Regions from separate parts of the Rattus norvegicus genome. Here regions 2 and 3 are each linked to region 1. A link is a contact called in public Hi-C data. All regions are on one chromosome and are shown on one strand. The core of a region is the stretch at or near the end of the contact, and the rest is flanking DNA. Distances in the headings are between cores, read along the strand shown. Region 1 holds the start of Runx1 (RUNX family transcription factor 1). Region 2 has its middle 340 kb from the start of Mir802. Region 3 has its middle 320 kb from the start of Runx1.

Region 1 (2,861 bases), core at 176-2,675:
TCGGGCAAACGTGGCTGCGTGTGCATGTGTGTGCGGGGTCGGCGTGGGTACCGGAGCTGGGGGCGGTAGGGGCTGCCACCCAGTCCGGGCCGGGGCGGCGTACAGTAGCGCGCGGGGGCGCGCGGGCCAATTCCAGGAGCGCGGCAGCCGGCCGCGCCCAGCCTGATACCGGAAAGGCCTGTGATTGGCCGTCGGTCTCCCCTATGCAAACGAGCTGAGGGAATGGAATTCCTCGGGCCGGGCTTACAGTAAAAGCACGTTCATTTCCAGGCACTCTCATTCATAGAGCCAGCGGGCGCGGGCAGGACGGGCGCCCCGCGGCCGGACCCAGCCAGGGCACCACGCCGCCCGGCCCCGCGGCTGGCACTTCCATCCTGAGCTACCGGAGACGCAAGAAAGTCACCCTTTGCCGCTCTTCTTAGATCTGCGTTGGACCTCCTTGTTTTCCTTTTCTTTTTGTTTTTCCTTTCTTACTTTTGAATGAACCGGCGTCTAGGCTTTGGATGTTTCAACTTTTCTCCTGGCTGTAAACTTTTCTCCGATTGTTTCTTTTGACAACTGCGGGAGAAAGTGTTCCGGGCTTCCAGGCGAGCGGTGAAGTTGCGTGTGCGTGGCAGGGTGCGTGGGAGTGAGCGTGTGTAACTCGAGTCTACTGGTCTACGGCGCCTCCTCCCAGGCCCGCTCCACCTGCTGCGGTTACACGGTGCTCGCTCGTGGGTATTTGTGCGCCCCAGCAGAAAACCAGCCAGCGCCGGGCGACGTTGGAGGAAGATCATCTTGCTACTGCCAGAGTCTGGGCTGACTCACTCAACCAATGTAGACAGTGGCTGACTTCCGAAGAGTGCATGTCTGCCTGTGTGTGTGTGACCCAACTGCGGCTCAACTCCCACCAAACCACAGGATCAGCCACAAACTTAACCATCGTTCCCAAACCAGAGTCCTCAGCTGTGGGAAGCTCTACCCTGAGTGTCATCGAATTTGATTTTTTTTTTAAGATTAGCTAGAGATCTTCGTAAAGTACTGACCATTTATTTGGCCAGAATTTATTGAGAGAATAATGACAAGTGCTTCTATCCCAGTCTTCTAACTACTGAAGCTGATTTTCAAGGCTACTTAAAAAAAAAAAAAAAAAACTGCGGCGAACATTAATGGATTTCTGTTGTGTTTAAATTCTCTACAGATTGTATTGTAAATATTTTATGAAGTAGATCATGTGTATATATCTATATATACGAGCACATACATTAGTAGCACAATCTTTGAAAGTTGGCGGCTCTCGCTTTTGAGAACGAAGTGAGTTTTTCATGGTAAGAGGGGCGCTCTGTATGGAAGACACTCCCAAGTTTTGTATTTTGTTGAGACTTTAAACAAAACTGACCCGCAAGAAAGAAAAACAAACTGACAGGCAATGAACTGCTGGAACTTCCAAATCTAGTTTGTTTTTTTTTTTTTTCTGGTCATTTTTTTTAATTCTGCGCATAAATATTTTAGGACGCATACGGGAATTTTGCCTCCGGGACCGTTTGTAATAGCCAAAGACTGAACTCCAAACTCTGAAAGCGAGGCTCCTTGGGGCATTTGACTTTGAATTCTGGGTTGCCCACTTTTCAATGCACTAAGCGGCCAGTTGCTAACCCTGCCTGGGTGTAAGGCCGATCCGCGTAACTAGATCTCAGTCCTGCTACCCCCACAACCCTCCGGTAGTAATAAAGGCTCCTGAACTTGTATGTTGGTCTCCCGGGAGCAGCTTGCAGAAGATCCGAGTCCCTGTCGCCGTCTAGTAGGAGCTGTTTTCAGGGTCCTTACTCAATCGGCTTGTTGTGATGCGTATCCCCGTAGATGCCAGCACGAGCCGCCGCTTCACGCCGCCTTCCACCGCGCTGAGCCCCGGCAAGATGAGCGAGGCGCTGCCGCTGGGCGCCCCGGATGGCGGCGCCGCCCTGGCCAGCAAGCTGAGGAGCGGCGACCGCAGCATGGTGGAGGTACTAGCTGACCACCCCGGCGAGCTAGTCCGCACCGACAGCCCCAACTTCCTCTGCTCCGTGCTGCCCACTCACTGGCGCTGCAACAAGACCCTGCCCATCGCTTTCAAGGTACTCCTGTCTAGAGAGGGTGGCGGGAGGAGCAGGTGGAGGCCGGCCGCTGGCCAGAGTGAGCCTAGGGGGCAGAGGCTAAGGCGGCTTCTAGAGAAGGGTGCTGCCTGTATAAGCCTCTGTTTGGTCCTTCTCACTGAGTTTGGGATGGGGGGGAGGATGCTGCGTTGCCGTGGCGACCCTCGGAAGGGACCCACCTTGGCCACCCGCAGAGGTATCCAAGAGAGAGTTTTGGTTGTTTTGGTTTTTGGTTTTTTTTGGGGGGGTTTTTTGTTTTTTGTTTTTTAATTTTTATTTTTTAAGATAATCCCAGAACATCTGCCAAGGACCTTCCTTATCTTTGCTACGAAATTAGAAAAAGTTAGAACCTTGGAGCGGGCCAGTCCATCTTCCTTAGTTAGGCTCCCTGGACCTCTGGATGGACACCCATCTCTCAAATGAAGAGATAGATGGACACCTATCTCTCAAATGAAGGCATCGGGAAATAAAATAAAAGATGCTTTACTATCTTCCGGTCAGTAAAAATAAACCAAGGGGACGCCAGGGATCCCACCCCCCACCCCGCCGGTTCGTTTGTTTTTTGTTTTGTTTTTTTTTTTAACCGCCCTATAGGATTCGGATTCAGCGTGTCCAAAGTCCGCGGCAGGCGTAGTTAAGTTTGCCAAAGTCCGGAGGAGTTTTTCGAGCCTGTAGCCTGCTCCTGCCAGAAGCCGCTAGTAGTGAATCCTGTTGCTTTTTCTGGAACCCTCCAGAATATTATGGCTGGCT
Region 2 (2,861 bases), core at 224-2,723, 350 kb before region 1:
TTATTTACTGGGTAACTCTTAATTGCTTGCTTTCCACACATGCGTCTTATGTTCGTGATTTTGCTTACTTCTAGAAGACACAATGCTCTTCTGTATGGAATACTAGCAAACACACAAGCAATAGACTTAAAGACAGTATGATCCAGAGGGAAGGCTCTAAGATAAAGTTCCGGATTTGGGGAAAGCAATGAACTTCGAAACCACATGTATTGGGGTCTGAGAGGTGGCTTAGACATTAGAAGCGCACACAAGCAGAGGGCCTGAGTTCAGTGGTCAGCGGCTTGTTGGATGGTTTACAAGTGCCTGTGACTCCAAGTCCACAAGACGCAGCACCCTCTATGGCCACCATGGGGGCCTGCACTCATACGAACATCCCCGCTTCACACACAGACGATTCAAAGTAAAGTCTAAAAATATATAACACTTACTCCAGAGAAAGCAACCATATGAATATGCATTTTTAAAAAAAAATATACCAGAGCTGGGCTTGAAGAGCTAGTTTAGTGCGTAAGAGAACTTACTGCTTTTACAGTGGACCTGGGTTCGGTCCCAAGCACCCACATGGAGTTTGGCCACCACCTGTAAATCCAGTTTGAGGAGATCCAGAGCTTTTCTCTGACATTGGCAGACTCATCCATGCACATGGTACACATACATTCGCTCAACAAATGCATATAACATAAAAATAAATACACATTAAAGGAACAAAAATTTAAAAAAAAACAGTTAATTTCCAAGAGGCAAAGTTTACATTTCCTATAGAGGAAGGACATTCCCGTCTTCCTTTTACGTCCTTTTACGTTACAGAAAGGATCTCTAGACTCAGGAAACATATTTTGGTCTTTGCTTATGAGATAGAAGCTGGTCTTTGACTCACAAGAAAAGCTGAAAACCTGATATGGATGTCTCCTGAGAGGCTCTACCAGAGCCGTACTGATACAGCTGAGGATGCTTGCAGCCAACCATTGGACTGAGCATGGGGACCCCAGTGGAGGAGTTAGAGAAAGAACTGAAGGAAATGAAGGGGTTTGTAACCCCAAAGGAAGAAAAAAATATCAACCAACTGAATTCCCCAGAGCTCCCAGGGACTAAATCACCAACCAAAGACTACACATGAAGGGACCCATGGCTCCAGCAGCATATTTAGCAGAGGATGGCACTGTCCAGCATCAATAGGAGGAGAGGCCGCCCTTGGTCCTGTGAAAGTTCAATAACCCAGTGTAGGGGAATGCTAGGGCATTGAGGCGGGAGTGGGTGGGTGGGAGTGGGAGCATCTGCATAGCAGAGGGAAGTGGGGAGGCAAAGGGGATAACATTTGAAATGTAAATACATAAAATATCCGATAAAAATAAATAAGAAAGAAAGAGAGAAAGAAAGAAAGAAAAGCTGAAAACCAAGAGGGGGTGTGAGAAGTGTCCCGTGCCTGGTGCTGACCAGTGCCATAGATTCCTGTGGCTATGCTCTAGTGACCTGGAACTTGTCTGTGAATCACCTACAGAGATACTTATACACCCAAACAACTGTTATAACAAGACCAGACAACACTATTAACCACAAAATCCACAGTCACTAAAACCCAAGACAGTTCTAATTATTCCACTGCAGACATATAGAATCATTTAACCACAGTGTACAATGCACATAATCATCCTATTAATTTGCTATTTAAATTCATAATAGTCTATTTCATTAAAAGATGGTATTTCTTATATGGCCAACCTAGTTTGCCCAAAGACTTCTGGCAAACATCGATCGGAAGCCTGAAAAAATAGCTTCATTTTATGTCCTGAGACTGGTTGCTTCCAAGTTCTGTCTTCTTTTATAATGCAAGATGTCTCAAACTTCGTTCAGGAACTTGAAGCTCGTCAGTAACTTTATTAAAACGGCGAGAGCATGTGTAGGTACAATGACCTCAGTAAATAAGGTTGTTCTGTCAGGAACATTTAATCTGGCTAAGAAGGAATATTTTATGGGAGAAATCATTAAACAAGGTCAATGGTGCAAGGGCTGTGCTTGCTCAGCTGTTGTCACAGTAGAGTTCGGGTGTCTGTGGGGTGTTGCCAGCAGGCTGTATTTGTATCGAACGGCAAACACTATGCAATGTCCTATGCCCAGAGCCCACTTGATACACTGCACACTTGTAGCGCAGATGCTGACTAACAGTGGAAGTGCAGATCCTGATGAATTTGTCTGCCCTGGTGGAGCAAGAAAACCACACACACACACACACACACACACACACACACACACACACACACACAGGCACACACACGTGCACAGGCACACACACATGCACACACAGGCACACACAAATGCACACACACATTCACACAGGCACACACACACAGGCACAGGCACACACACATGCACAGGCGCACACACACACACACACAGTGATTAAAACGATGTAGTGTCTCCCCTTGCAGCTGCTCTGGGTCAGGATTTAGACACAGTTTGGATTTATGTCTTTGTCTTACAAGGCTGCAGTGAAGGTGTTGCTGGGGTTGGGGACTCATCTGAGGCTTGACTGGAAATGGATCCATTTTCAAGTTAACATACTGTTGTTAAAATTCAAGTCCTTGTGGCCTCAAAGATCAGTGACTTGTTTTGTTGCGGATCTTATTGTATTGCAAGCCTTGCTAGACTCTGGGATGTTTAGTCATTCCTTAGTGTTTGAAATTGCCTAGTGTGTGAAGACCTACTTACTTCCTTAAGGTCAGTGTGTGTGGGGAGGGAGGAGAACACATGGATAAGACAATCATATATAATTACCAATCTTTTGTGTCTAGCCATCTTTGCCATAGCCCCTTGGTTGGCAGCAAACCACAGGGGCAGCCCACACGGGGGAGAGGGAGCTTGCA
Region 3 (2,861 bases), core at 173-2,672, 320 kb before region 1:
CTGCAGGCCAGTCTGTATAGCATGCCTCCTCTGTGGGGTGCACTGTCCCCTCTGACGTCCCCAGCTGTACCCCTCCTCCATTGAGTTGCTCCTATCAAACATTTGGTGGCAGCCACATGGAAAGCCGACTAGTACAGTACGGATACATTATAGTCATCACAAAAACAGAGGACTGGTTTTCCTCTATCCTCCTCTAAGACCCCTTTCAAGAAACAAAAGTGAGAACCTGCAGATCTTAAAAATCCGAAGTGTCTTCTTTATCACACGTGTCTACTCTTTCACCCTCAGGTAAGGATCAGGTAAGGATCCCAGATACAAAATGGCGGATCCATGACCTAGGAACTGCCTACCACCCCTGCAGTGTCTCTGGTGATGTGAGAGATTTTCTTTTTAGTGTATGCATGTGTTAATGCGTACAAAGATGCACACAGAGATCACAGACTTCCCATCCAATGATCCCTGCCCCTGTGTGTGCTTCAGCCTTTAACAGGCCCCTGGGCTGTGTGCCCAGGGCTGAGGCTCTGCTCATGTTTACAAAGTCAATTCAATCTCACTCGGTTACCATCATTCTAGATTGAAAATCAACTTTCCAGAGCAATGCTCTGAACTTCAGAAGCCGGAATAGCTCTAGCAGGCATCTGGAACTTTGATGTAACCCCCTTCCCACCTCCCCCATATTGTTCCTGGACCATCCATTTGAATCGGAATCGGGTTCTCTCTCTGTCTCTCTCTCTCTCTGTCTCTCTCTCTCTCTCTCTCTCTCTCTCTCTCTCTCTCCACTTCATTACAAATTCCTGAATCCAAGGATCACGTCTAATGTTTCTCAGATATCCTGGTTAATGTGTAGGCGAGAAACTTGTTCAATCGAAGCCCCTAAAAACTTGTTGATGGAGTCAAAAATGAACTTCAAATGTGGAAATGTTTCCAGAGCAAGGGAAACAGTCACTGTTGTGCTTGGAAAACAGGATGGGGATGGGTAAGTTTAAAAGTGTAGCCATCAGACAGGCTCCTTGAGGGGAGTAAATTTCTACATACCGTGAAATCCCCGCGTGAGATCGCACCCAACTTCCTTAGGGAAACAATAAGAGGCAGAAAGTAAGAAAAAAACGGGACGAACTGCGTTTATTTGGTTGCCCCTTGCTCTCTAAGGACTTCAAGGCCATCAATGAGGAAAGGGAGCAAGCTGTCTGTCTGTCTTGATTGGGTTTGTGCTTTTCTCTCTCCTCCCAACCCTGCCTCTGACTCCATTTTTGAAAACCAGCCAGACGATGGCCGCATTTCCAGTTACTGGATGGGTTCCGAGCCAAGCAGCTGTTCAGAAACATCCGAGCGGGCAGCAAATGGCACTGATGGAGTTAAAGGCGGTGACTCAGGCGGGACATTCTCAGCAGGTCAGCTGGAACTCCCTGCTGGGCAGAGAATGCAGCCCCCTCGGGGCAGGTGCCAAACCCAGGAGCAGAGCCCAGGACCACAGAGACTCAGCACACAGTGGCCGTTTCCCTGTTCTCAGTTTTCATGATTTTTTTTATAAGGTGAATTTTTGTCTAACGCAATCCTGAAGGGTGATGGGAAAAACAGGCCGGGCAGCTGTTGACTGTTTGAAACAACAGAGGGGAGGCTGGGTCCCTTGGACTGGCTCCACACACGCCGCCCTGCCAGCTTTCATGATGACTTTCCCATAGAAAATTATGGGTCGAGAGCTCGATCCTGGGCGCTCCTCATGCTGGTCAGTCTCGCTCGGTGAAGGTAAGGCTTTCACGAGCCCAGAGGGGTTTATTCATCCAGGAACACATTTCTACAAAAGATATAGTATTACAAGGTGGCTTAACCAAACAATAAAGACAGACTCACAGCTATGCGAGGGCAAGAGAATAAGGCACACTGGCAGTTTGTGAGCTTATATAATATAGCGCTAACGTGAATAACATTAAAAATACATAAATGGCATCCAACAAGTTTATTATAAAACATAACTGTTGAGGGAGGAGGGAACCTAATTATCCCAACAAACTCAATTCCGACTCAAACCTCCTTTTTACTTTTCCTCTATTTTTCTTTAAATGGCTTTCAAAAACATTTAAAGGTAAATATCTAAAATTTGTTCCTTGCAGGTAGATAGATGATGGTTCAGCAAAGAAGAAACAAACTTTTTCAGTTATTAACGGTTATCAGATTCTCTGATAACTGAAATTATCCATTTCTCTGAAATCCAGGCAAAGATTGTGGGGTTTTCCCATCCTTAGAACTGTCTTTCCCAGAGCACCTATTGTGATTCAGATTGCCAATTCTGAGGCCACTACAATCAAGTTCATTTTGTGATAAGCTCCCAAAATTAACTCTGAAAGAGCAGAAAGGTAGAACTTTAAAAAAAATGAATTAATGATTTGTTCCCTTAAATAAAATGTTTAACGTTGTGTTTGGCCAACTAGATGAGTATTTATCAACCCTCAAGCTTACAGGGAGCTCAGAGACAGAAAGCAGCTTTCTGAGGGATCCTCTTCCTCTGAGAAAATATATTCTGAGTCCAAAAGAGAGCAGTCTGGCCGCCTGTTTCATGGAGCCCAAGAGGAGCATGGGAGGGGGGATGCCCCAAGAACAGACGTGGTGTCCGTGCTGCCTGCCTGGTGATTAGCTGGCAGTAGGCGATTAATAAATATCGGTGGATTTCTTCTTGGCAGAAGAAAGAACAGATTAGTCATTGAGATTCTGTATAAGGGGTGGGATCCAGGGTGATTTAAATCACAGTTTCTAATGTCACTGAAAGCCACCATTAGTGGAGAGAGGAGGAAGGGGAGCCTACGAGGATCCTGTGAAAATGTCCACATGTCCACTTCAGCCTGAGTTGGACTCATTCTGGGCGT

Evidence for each region. Hi-C and Micro-C count contacts between places; a contact is called where the count stands out from the background.
Region 2: a contact with region 1 is called in a Hi-C map of the A7r5 cell line, with 4 times the contacts expected there. The contact joins the enhancer-like site here to the promoter of Runx1 in region 1. A contact is called at or near these places in 3 of 12 Hi-C or Micro-C datasets (the A7r5 cell line, Schwann cells and psoas muscle).
Region 3: a Hi-C map of mammary epithelial cells shows a contact between it and region 1, with 6 times the contacts expected there. The contact joins the enhancer-like site here to the promoter of Runx1 in region 1. A contact is called at or near these places in 6 of 12 Hi-C or Micro-C datasets (the Rat2 cell line, kidney, liver and 2 more).

The regions. Positions count from the first base shown.
Region 1 is chr11:45,419,889-45,422,749 of GRCr8, reverse strand. It overlaps Runx1 (RUNX family transcription factor 1), which reads left to right and starts at 1,425. Exons shown (of 6, transcript NM_017325.2): 1 at 1,425-2,093. The coding sequence starts at 1,824.
Region 2 is chr11:45,770,188-45,773,048 of GRCr8, reverse strand. No RefSeq gene overlaps it. Among named protein-coding and RNA genes, the nearest start is that of Mir802, 340 kb to the left of the region's middle. Within about 2 kb of position 1,473, at least 1 of the 93 cell types and tissues checked has an H3K27ac peak or open chromatin away from gene starts, as enhancers often do. A contact at or near this core is called in the A7r5 cell line, where this site is marked.
Region 3 is chr11:45,741,977-45,744,837 of GRCr8, reverse strand. No RefSeq gene overlaps it. Among named protein-coding and RNA genes, the nearest start is that of Runx1, 320 kb to the right of the region's middle. Within about 2 kb of position 1,422, at least 6 of the 93 cell types and tissues checked have an H3K27ac peak or open chromatin away from gene starts, as enhancers often do.